3 separate regions of the Sus scrofa genome follow, and all the other regions are linked to region 3. The links are chromatin contacts, called in public Hi-C and promoter capture Hi-C maps. All regions are on one chromosome and are shown on one strand. Each heading gives the region's core, a stretch centred on a gene start, on an enhancer-like site or on the middle of the called end of the contact. The rest is flanking DNA. Distances are from core to core; before and after follow the strand shown.

Evidence for each region. Promoter capture Hi-C pulls out the DNA fragments that hold promoters and counts their contacts. Hi-C and Micro-C count contacts between places; a contact is called where the count stands out from the background.
Region 1: a contact with region 3 is called in a Hi-C map of skeletal muscle, with 5 times the contacts expected there. The contact joins the promoter of HMGN3 here to the promoter of PHIP in region 3. A contact is called at or near these places in 4 of 5 promoter capture datasets (fetal liver, fetal skeletal muscle and liver), 17 of 47 Hi-C or Micro-C datasets (alveolar macrophages, brain, embryonic fibroblasts and 10 more) and 2 of 2 datasets of contacts at active chromatin or transcription factors (alveolar macrophages and skeletal muscle).
Region 2: a contact with region 3 is called in a promoter capture Hi-C map of liver, with 4 times the contacts expected there. The contact joins the enhancer-like site here to the promoter of PHIP in region 3. A contact is called at or near these places in 3 of 5 promoter capture datasets (fetal skeletal muscle and liver), 5 of 47 Hi-C or Micro-C datasets (epiblast stem cells, fibroblasts, liver and 1 more) and 2 of 2 datasets of contacts at active chromatin or transcription factors (alveolar macrophages and skeletal muscle).

Annotation. Positions count from the first base shown.
Region 1 is chr1:86,953,029-86,956,235 of Sscrofa11.1, reverse strand. It overlaps HMGN3 (high mobility group nucleosomal binding domain 3), which reads right to left and starts at 1,768. Exons shown (of 6, transcript NM_001244502.1): 1 at 1,566-1,768. The coding sequence starts at 1,580. It overlaps LOC110260719 (a long non-coding RNA gene), which reads left to right. Exons shown (of 3, transcript XR_002344068.1): 1 at 1-701.
Region 2 is chr1:86,972,657-86,975,510 of Sscrofa11.1, reverse strand. It overlaps HMGN3 (high mobility group nucleosomal binding domain 3), which reads right to left. Exons shown (of 6, transcript NM_001244502.1): 2 at 1,438-1,488. Among named protein-coding and RNA genes, the nearest start is that of HMGN3, 20 kb to the right of the region's middle. Within about 2 kb of position 1,385, at least 16 of the 83 cell types and tissues checked have an H3K27ac peak or open chromatin away from gene starts, as enhancers often do. A contact at or near this core is called in alveolar macrophages and liver, where this site is marked.
Region 3 is chr1:87,115,403-87,118,208 of Sscrofa11.1, reverse strand. It overlaps PHIP (PH-interacting protein), which reads right to left and starts at 1,325. Exons shown (of 40, transcript XM_021092177.1): 1 at 946-1,325; 2 at 775-833; 3 at 618-647; 4 at 373-432. The coding sequence starts at 985.

The sequences.
Region 1 (3,207 bases), core at 519-3,018, 160 kb after region 3:
TCATAAAAATTAAATTTAAATAGTGAATCTAAAGTATTAGTATTCTTAATAGGCCATCCATTATCTTAGGCTTTGCATTTCAAATTCTTCTTGACCCACTCACCACTAAATGAAGAGCATGAGTAAATAAGATAAGGCCTTTAGATCTACAGGGTCTAATTAAATCTTTGGTACTAGCTATTGGTTGGTGAGGCCGTTGGGTAATTCGTGTCTCTAAGCTGCAGTTCAACTGCCATAACACCTGTCCAGGTGTTCTGAGAATTAAATGAGATGTTAAATCAAACTCTACCCACAATATGAGGCGCAGAGTGTGTCCACAAACTCTAAGATCTAAAAACTTTTAAAGATTATTTTTTTTAAATGGAGGACACAAGCCTCCACCACATTCTTAGCAAAGACAGGTTAAAAAGGCAAAAGCGTCTGCACTGCTAAACTTCAATATTTTAATATTCACTTAACACAAATCATTCCACCATCTTTAATCGATAAAGCAGAATATTATTTGCCATTTTGCTTCAAATGTAGTATCTTCACTGGTGAACACGAGGGCAGGCAGTGAGAGGGTGCAAAAGCATTTTCTTAGAAACAGCTGCCAAACCGCGGTTTTTCCTCAGGGTGGGGAAAAGCCTTCCTTCCCTTCCCTCCCTGGGACAATGACAAGTGGCGGCCGGACTCCGAGGGAAACGTGCCTCCCAGTGCGAGTAAGTTGGTGGCCTGGGCCTGCGCGGAAGGGGACATACTAGTCCGCGAGGAGTAACCCTGATACCCTGTACGCTCCAAGGGGCGCGGGGGCACGCGGACCCCGCCTCCCTGACCTGAGCGTGGGTTTGGGTGACCGGATGGGACCCAGCGGCCCCTGCCCTTTGCTGCCCCCGGCGACGTCCGGTCCTGCGTGTGGCCACCTAGGCCGCTCCCGCCGCCAACTGCGGGCAAGTCCGGGCCGCCTGGGGCCCCGCCTGCGTTGTCCCCGGCCCGGAGTGACACCGGAGTTGGTACATACGGGTCTGCAGCGGAGGCGAACAGGGAGTGAGCGCTATTTTAAACATGGCTTTCCCTCTACCGGGGCCTCAGAACCATTGCCGCGCACCCAGCGTGGGCCCGGCCCCCAGGGGAGTAACCCCCACATCTCCCCCTACTTATTTCCTTCCTTCTCGATCTCCCTCCGCGTGTACTTGGTTCACCCCTCTTGCGGCTGTTCCTCCACGCTAACCACAAGCTGGCAGTTTGCAAAGAGGAAACTCCCCTCCGGGAAAGGGGGGGGGGGGGATGAAAAGCGCTTTGGCTTCTTGCTCGAGGTTGAAACCATTCCGTCCAGAATGAGTTTTAAAAGAGGGGAGGCTGCTTCGCTGGAGAGAAAGTAACATTCCCAGATCGATGAGGGCGGAGGGAGGGCCAGAGGGAGGGAGCAATGTTTGCAACAGGCATCTGAAAACAAGCGTGAAGAAGCAGAGATTCACAATCCCCAAGTTAACTACCGAGTGCATTCCGCACAATCCATCGCAATGACAAGGTTTGCTGTTAGCACAATTTGAAGGCCTTCGAAATCTTTTTTTGGTAAGACTTACCTTTCTTTTCGGCATAATGACTGTGTTCGTGCAGCTAAAAAGTAAAGCGACGGGCTGGTACTGCTGGCACGGCCGCTGGATGCTGCCGCCGCCGCCGCAGCTGCTCACGCGCAGGGCACCGCGTAGCCCGGCCTCCCGAACCCAAACCTCCGCGGCTCCCACCGGGGGCCCTCTACTCGCTCGCCTCCCCGCTCCTCCAATGAGAAGCCCCGGCAGCCGGCCGCGAGGCCTCATTGGCTGCGACAACGTTCTAAATTCCACGAGGGCACGCCCACCTCCGCGCGCACAGTACGCGCAGTTGTAGTTTCCACTTCACCGACAAATCTGCCTGGCGACTGAGCATGCTCAGTTCAACTAGTAACCCCCCAAGCCGCAAGATCCTGGAGTTTCATTGTTTGGCTGCTCCCTATTTGGATTGTATCAGTAGGAAGTGGGGGCTTTCATAAGGAGGAAAAAGAGGACACATTAACTTTATAAGGTAATTGTATTCATAGCAGGCACTTGCTATATTTCCTGTATAGCCTTGTAATGAATGGTATATGATGGAGAGCGGGAAGAGTTTGGCAGTCGACTCCTAAGTGTCTCCGTTTCCCCTTCCAGTTATCTACTGACAATAATCCCCCCAAATCTTTAGGAATAATTTCCTGAAATTGATTACAAATCACTCGCTAATTCAGCCACCTTTAAACTAGGCTTGAAGATGAATAGAGTATGTTTGTTATGGAAATTTGAAGAAGGCTGAACAAGGCCAGAACGGATTATTTTGTATTTGAAATATATTTAAATATACATGATTAAATGTTCCTCGAAGTTCTGCAAGGTATCAAACAGCCCCTGTAAACACTTCTGAATTTATTTTATGAAGTAATTCTTTACCTGAAAGACTTCAAGGAAAGAGAGCTACAAATCAGTATCCTACATAAAAATCAGCACAACAGTCTTGAACAAAATTTTAGTAAATCTAATAACTATAAATGAAATGTAAACTTAAAACATTGTGAATGACCTGGAACTTACATAATATTGTACATCAACTATACTTCAGTGAAAAAGTTTTTTTTAGTAAATCAATCCAACAACATTTAAAAGGATAAGACATCGCAATCAGTGAAGTTTATGCAGAGAATGAAAAATTGGTTTAACATCTTAAAACCAATGAATGTAACTCTTCGTATTACAGAATAAAGGAAAAAATAACAATACCATCATTTCGACAGATACAGGAACAGCAATAGTGAACTGTTCAGCAGACTGCGGTAACTACATGCAATAAAATACTATTCAGCTTAATAAAAAGGAACAAAATATTCTTACATGGATGAATGTCAAAATGTTATGTGAATGAAGTCAAATACAAAAGACCATGCTGAATAATTTCATTCATATGAAGTCATTTTAAAAAAGCAAATCTAGGCACGGTTAGTTTCATAATCGTATTAGAAGGCAAAAGTTACGTTATAGGAAAACCTAATGAAAACTTAAAATATGGCCCAATCCACTTTGGTCACGCAGAGGCTGCAAATATAAAACAACATCATCAAGTAATTAATTTTAATGTCCGATGTTTTTCTTTAGTAATTTTCAGAATAATGAATTGATATCCTAGAAGACTCCAGAAGTGGTCAATACTTTCTTTCTTGTC
Region 2 (2,854 bases), core at 136-2,635, 140 kb after region 3:
AGATCAATTTAAATAGCAGTCCCTAAGGAGAAACCCAAATGCATTCTGTGCCCAAATCTACAAACACTAAGGTGCAATATACTTAGCCAACTGTCCTACAAATTGTTTCTGCCATTTTTCAAGAAAATTCAAGCATCTGAATTTTGGTTTGATAACACTGTTCAGTTAGTTCTAGACATTTAATGACTTGACTCTGGACCACCAACTTTATCTCCCTACCTCTGTTAGACACTGAGCACTGGGCAAATGGGTGTTGGGGATTTGGCTATAGGCAGTTCTGTTTGTTCTGCTTTTCAATTATCTCTCTATAGATTCTGCTAAAGATTTTCCTCTCAGCAGAATGAACTTCCTTGTACAAATCTTGTGTAGGGGTTTTGGTCTCATGACAGCCTCTGAATTATTAACACAATATGAATCACCCAATCTGAGAATCTGTAACTAGATACTGTTTTTGCCTCTCTCATGACCCCTTTTAGTTTCTTAGTTCAAGGGTTAAGAGCAGCAGTGTCCACATACTGTAAAGCTCTGTGCAAAAGTGAACAGCTGGCATTGCAGTTACCATCTCATTTGCTTTTTAGCTTGTCCTTTAGAAGTCTGTGATATTACCACGAGGTCAAATCCAAGTTCCTGGCTTTTCAGTTTTCTGTATTTTCATACCGAACTTCTTAGAAGTATTGTCTAATTACCCCAAGATTTAAGCATTTTCCTGATTAAAATAAAATTTTTAATACTGACATTTTATTCATCCTTCTGTAGTTTTTGACTTTAGAGATGATTCTGTTTAGGCAAATTTTCAGAACCCCCAATATAGTTTCTGGTTCATTCACTGGGAGCCAAGAATTTCTTAAATCAACAGTCTTTCATTTCCTTGCTGTGAAAGGTGGACTTTGTTCTCCTTGATGAATTTACCTATTATCTCACTCTTTGCCCAGAAAGAATTCTCAGTACCTGCTTTAACAGACAGCAGCACCAACAGGTAGAAACATAAACCACAGAGTAAGTGGAAAATGCTTCATGGGTGCCCTTAGCTGAAACCCACCCAGGCTAAGTGAGGCTACACAGCCTCACTTTTATCTCTGGTTTACATGGTTTCCGAAATCTTGTTTACTTTTTATTTTCTTTTCTTTCTTTTTTGGCTGCCCTGCAACATATAAGGAAGTTCCCAGGCTAGGGAATGAATCTGAACCACAGCTGCAACCAAGCCACTGTGGAAACCTGTGCCACAGCTGTGGCAACACCAGATCCTTGAATTCACTGTGCAGGGTCTGGGAAAAAACCTTTGTCCCAGCGCTTCGGCGACTCCCAGATCCCACTGTGCCACAGCAGGAACTCCTCCACAGTCTTGTTTAGAATAGTGCTCATTCAGATGCAGACAATCATGACAATATTAAAACCTCCAGTTAATGATTAAATACAGGACATCAAAGATACACTTACCTCCTGTTTAGTTACTTTGGAACCATCCTTTCCCTCTGTATTCTCCGGAGACTAGAAAGAAAATATTTTGGTGAATTATATTTAAATTGGAAAACATGTATTAAAGGACCACATAAGCCAACAATACTCTGCAGGGAAAGGTAATTTTCTAAGAGGATATGTTTTAAATACACACACACACACACACACACACACAGAGCATTTATCTGCATAACTGCTCTAATTTTAAACCAGGAGTGTTGCAAGAACTGATCTGAGCCCCTGTTCTCAATGTACATTAGAGTGCTAATCAACGTTCACTGATTGCACCACCAGGCAAAGAACAGGGACCCAGCGGTCAGCAGCAGGGGTGCCTAGGATCCAACATGTGTTTCAGGCACTTTGTGTCTTTAAAGCGAGAGCTGCATGCTGGGAAAGCCCAAACCAAGTGCAGAAGCACATTTTCATCCCCTACTAGCTTAGCTTTGATTTCTGGCCTATTTTTTGATACGACCTGACAACTTGATGATGAATTCCTCTTTTTCCATGATCCACCCAGTGTCTCTCCCACACTCTCAGCCTTGACTGGACAGCCAAGCACCCTGCCTAATCCCCTTCCTGATTTTGATCATTCCTTGGGCCAGCACCTGCTCACTCTCCTGACAGCTTCCACCTGACTCCTTTCTAGGCTGCAGCCAATAGGGAAAATACACTTCGATCTATGAGATCCATCAATTACTCCAATCTATTTTGACTGGCTAAAGACAATAAATAAGATTCAAACAATGAAACGAATTAGTAAATTAACACAAGATAGGAAGAGAGTTTCCGGGGCAAAAAAAAAAATACAAATAGCAAAACAACATTTGGCACGTTTGGCTTAAGAAAAGAAAACAGGTGTAGGTAATGTCTCATCTGATGAAATGAGAAAAACATTTAAAAGCTCCTAAAACCCACTGTTTGCTGGGGCTGGTGACAATATAAATTAATATAACGTTTTCAAAGAACAACCTGGCAATATGAAAAAGGCACATAGGACTGACCATATAGTGACCCAGTAATTCCAATTTGGGGACCAAGACTAAAAGAAAGAAACCACATAAAAACAGTTTTGTGTACTGTTTCTAATATGAAATAACTGGAAACAACTCACAGGACCAGTAAATATCAGAGAAATATTTGAGGAAATGAATGAACTACTAATGCAATGGGATCAAAAGTAGTTACGCTATGTGAATACACGGGAAATCCACATAAAATAATGGTAAATTTTTCTTTTTTGGCCGCACCCACAGCATGTGGAAATTCCTGGGCCAGGGATCAAATTCGCAAATAAGGCTACATTTTAAAACTCAGATTATAAAGCAATATGTAAAACACAGGTCTGAAGTAGATAAAGTCTCTGAGAAAGACAAAAGCTTTTCTTCAAGAAAAAGGA
Region 3 (2,806 bases), core at 76-2,575:
CCCTCCCCGCTCGCGCCGCTCGCGCCGCTCGCGCCGCCGCCGCCGCCGCGCGCGCCCCCGCGCCCGCACGGCCGCGCGCGCCGGCCCCTCCTCCTCCGGCCTTGCACTGCACAACGCTCATGACGTATCTTTATTTCTAGCACATTAACAAAATATCACAAATAAATTGTCGGCAGCCCCTGCGGCCCCGGGGTGCGGGTCCCCCCGGCCACTGCCCCCCGCGGCCCCCGCGCCTGCCTCCCAACCCTCCCCTGGCCTTGGGAGCTTGCAGGTTCCGAGGCCAAGTTTTTGTCTCCGTAAAAAATTGCGGGAAATTCAATTTTTATTCGACTCGGGGAAAAGTTTCTTTGCTCCGCGACGCGAATGTCTCACCAGATTCTGGTAGGTCCTGGGATGCTCCTTCCCGGTCCAGTCGGTGCGCCGGGGCAGCAGCTGCGGGGAGAGGGCACCCCGTGAGCCCGGCCCCCGGCCCCGGCCCGCCCGCGCCCCTCCCCCGCCTGCCCCCCGCCCCGCCGGGGACCCCGAGCCCCGCGCCCCGCGCCCCGGCGGCGGCGGCGGCGCAGCGGCCCGCTGGCGGCCGCGCAGCGGCGGGACGCGCGGGCCGCCGCCGCCCTTACCTCCTTCTCGGCCACCTCGCGGATCAGCACCTGCAACAACAAAGCGGGGAGAGCTGAGCCCCGCGCCCCGGGCCCGGCCCCGCCGCCGCCGCCGCCGCCCTCCCCCACGCCCGCGAGCGGCGAGCGCCCGCCCGGCCCGCCCCGCGCGCCGCCGTACCTGAGCCGCCTGCTGACAGGGTCCATCTTCCAGGAACCGGGCGATGAGGAAGTAGAGCTCTGCGCGGGAGAGAGGGACCGGAGACACAGGCTGAGCGGCCGGGCGGCGGGGGGCGGGGGCCCGCGGGCGGAATCGCCCGGTGCCAGCGGCCCCGGCAGCCCCCCGACTTACCCGATCGCAGCTCCGAGAGGCCTTTCCTCTCACAAGACATGTTTATGGGTCACTTCGGGGCCGCCGGCGGGACACCCCGCCGCCGAGGGGAAGCGGGGATGGTGCCGCCGCCTGCCCTATAGCTGTCACTGTGTGTTCACGAGCCGAGCCTGGGCTCCACCATTCAAGCTACGGCGGCGGAGGCGGAGGAGGAGGAGGAGGAAACAACAACTCTCAGGCAGCGGCTCCAGCCGCCGCCGCCTCCGCCGCGGATCCCTCCGCCGCAGAAAAGAGTCCGCCGCCTTCGCGGCCCCGGGCTCAGCCCGGTCCTGCCCGCGCCCCCGCCCCCCGGCGCTGAAAAAAAGGAGTGCCTCCGACCCCGCGCCCACGGCGCCCCGCACCCGGCGCGGCGAGCCCCCCGCCCGCTGCTTCCCGGCCGGAGGTGCTATTTATTTATTTATTTCCAGTCGAAGATGTCGGAGCCGAAGCCGCCGGTTGGCTGCAAGGCGCTTTCTCTGTGGAGGCCGATCGCGGGAGGGAGGGGGGTCGGCGACGGCTCTGCGGAGGGATCTGACGCACACGGCGCCGCAGCACAGGCTCTATTCAGTGGCGCTGGCTGAGGCTGAGATGGAAGTTAGTTTCTATGTAGCAGAAATAGGAAACAAATGAAGCAAAACTGCCCAGAGAGGGGAAATGCCCCGAGGATGGGTCTCACTCTCACGCGCGCGCACAGACACACACGCATAGAGCACTCTCACGCTGGGCAAACTCGGGATCGCGCCACCCTGCCCGAGTTGAATGATAGTGTTTGGTTTCTGTCTCTTGGCCATGTGCATGTGTATAAATGCTGCGGATTGGCATCTGTGTAAGTCTTGTCCTGTTATTTCTGCAGCCTAGGCAAAGTGTTGTGTAATTTAACGGAGAGCTGTATATTGCAGGAGAGGTTCAGGGGCTTTTTGTTGAGCCCTTGCGTTTCCAAGCCCGTTATTTGCTGAAGCCACCTCTGCATATATCTTTTATTACTGCCATTGCCTTAACCGTACATTTTTTAAATGTGTGGGGTTTTTTATTGTTATATTGGCAAAGCGAACTCGTAGTCTGTACTTCAGATACTCTTTTTTTTTTCCCCTTCGTTACAAAAAGGCTAGTAATGGCTAATTAGGGATTTGGGATTAAAGAACCTTAAAGCTTTCTTAAGTGTTTACGAGAAGGAATAGTGTAAACCTGAGAGAAAGGAAAGAACGCTAATATTTGTCTCTAACTGATCGGGAGGGAATATAGTGACAGATCAATAACCTACCGAAGGATAATGAGAGAGTATACTACACTTTAGCCAAAGTGATTAGTGATTAAATAATTTAAATTATCTGTGTATCTGTGTATACTTCGTCATGCTAATTAATGGCTTCTAATTTGAGGTGTAAACCATTCCTGTTTACAGTTAATCACGGGAAGACTTCTTGAAAACTGACAAAAAGAGAAAAAAATTAATCTTTTGTAAATGAGTATGTAATTACCGGTTTTATATGCTAAATCATACATCTGTGTTTTGCTGATGAGGATAAGGGCCTTGTTTTTTTAAAAACGAATATGGGTGAAATTAATGGAAACAATGGAAAAAGCCATTTGTTAGAAAACAAGGACACCAAGTGATATTTATCTCCAGATGATTTAAGCACTTTTCAAGAAGACTTGAGAGTTGATTTTTTTTTTAAGGACTGCGTTTTAAAGGGAATTAGGATTGTCGTTCTTTTGTTAACATTTAACAAAAGATTCTCCTTAAAAATTTTAAATAACAAACTGCATTTTATGGATCTGGTCTAAAAAGGTAATTTGTGGGGACAGGACCGACAAGCTGCATTGTGGTTTTCTAGATTGCTTC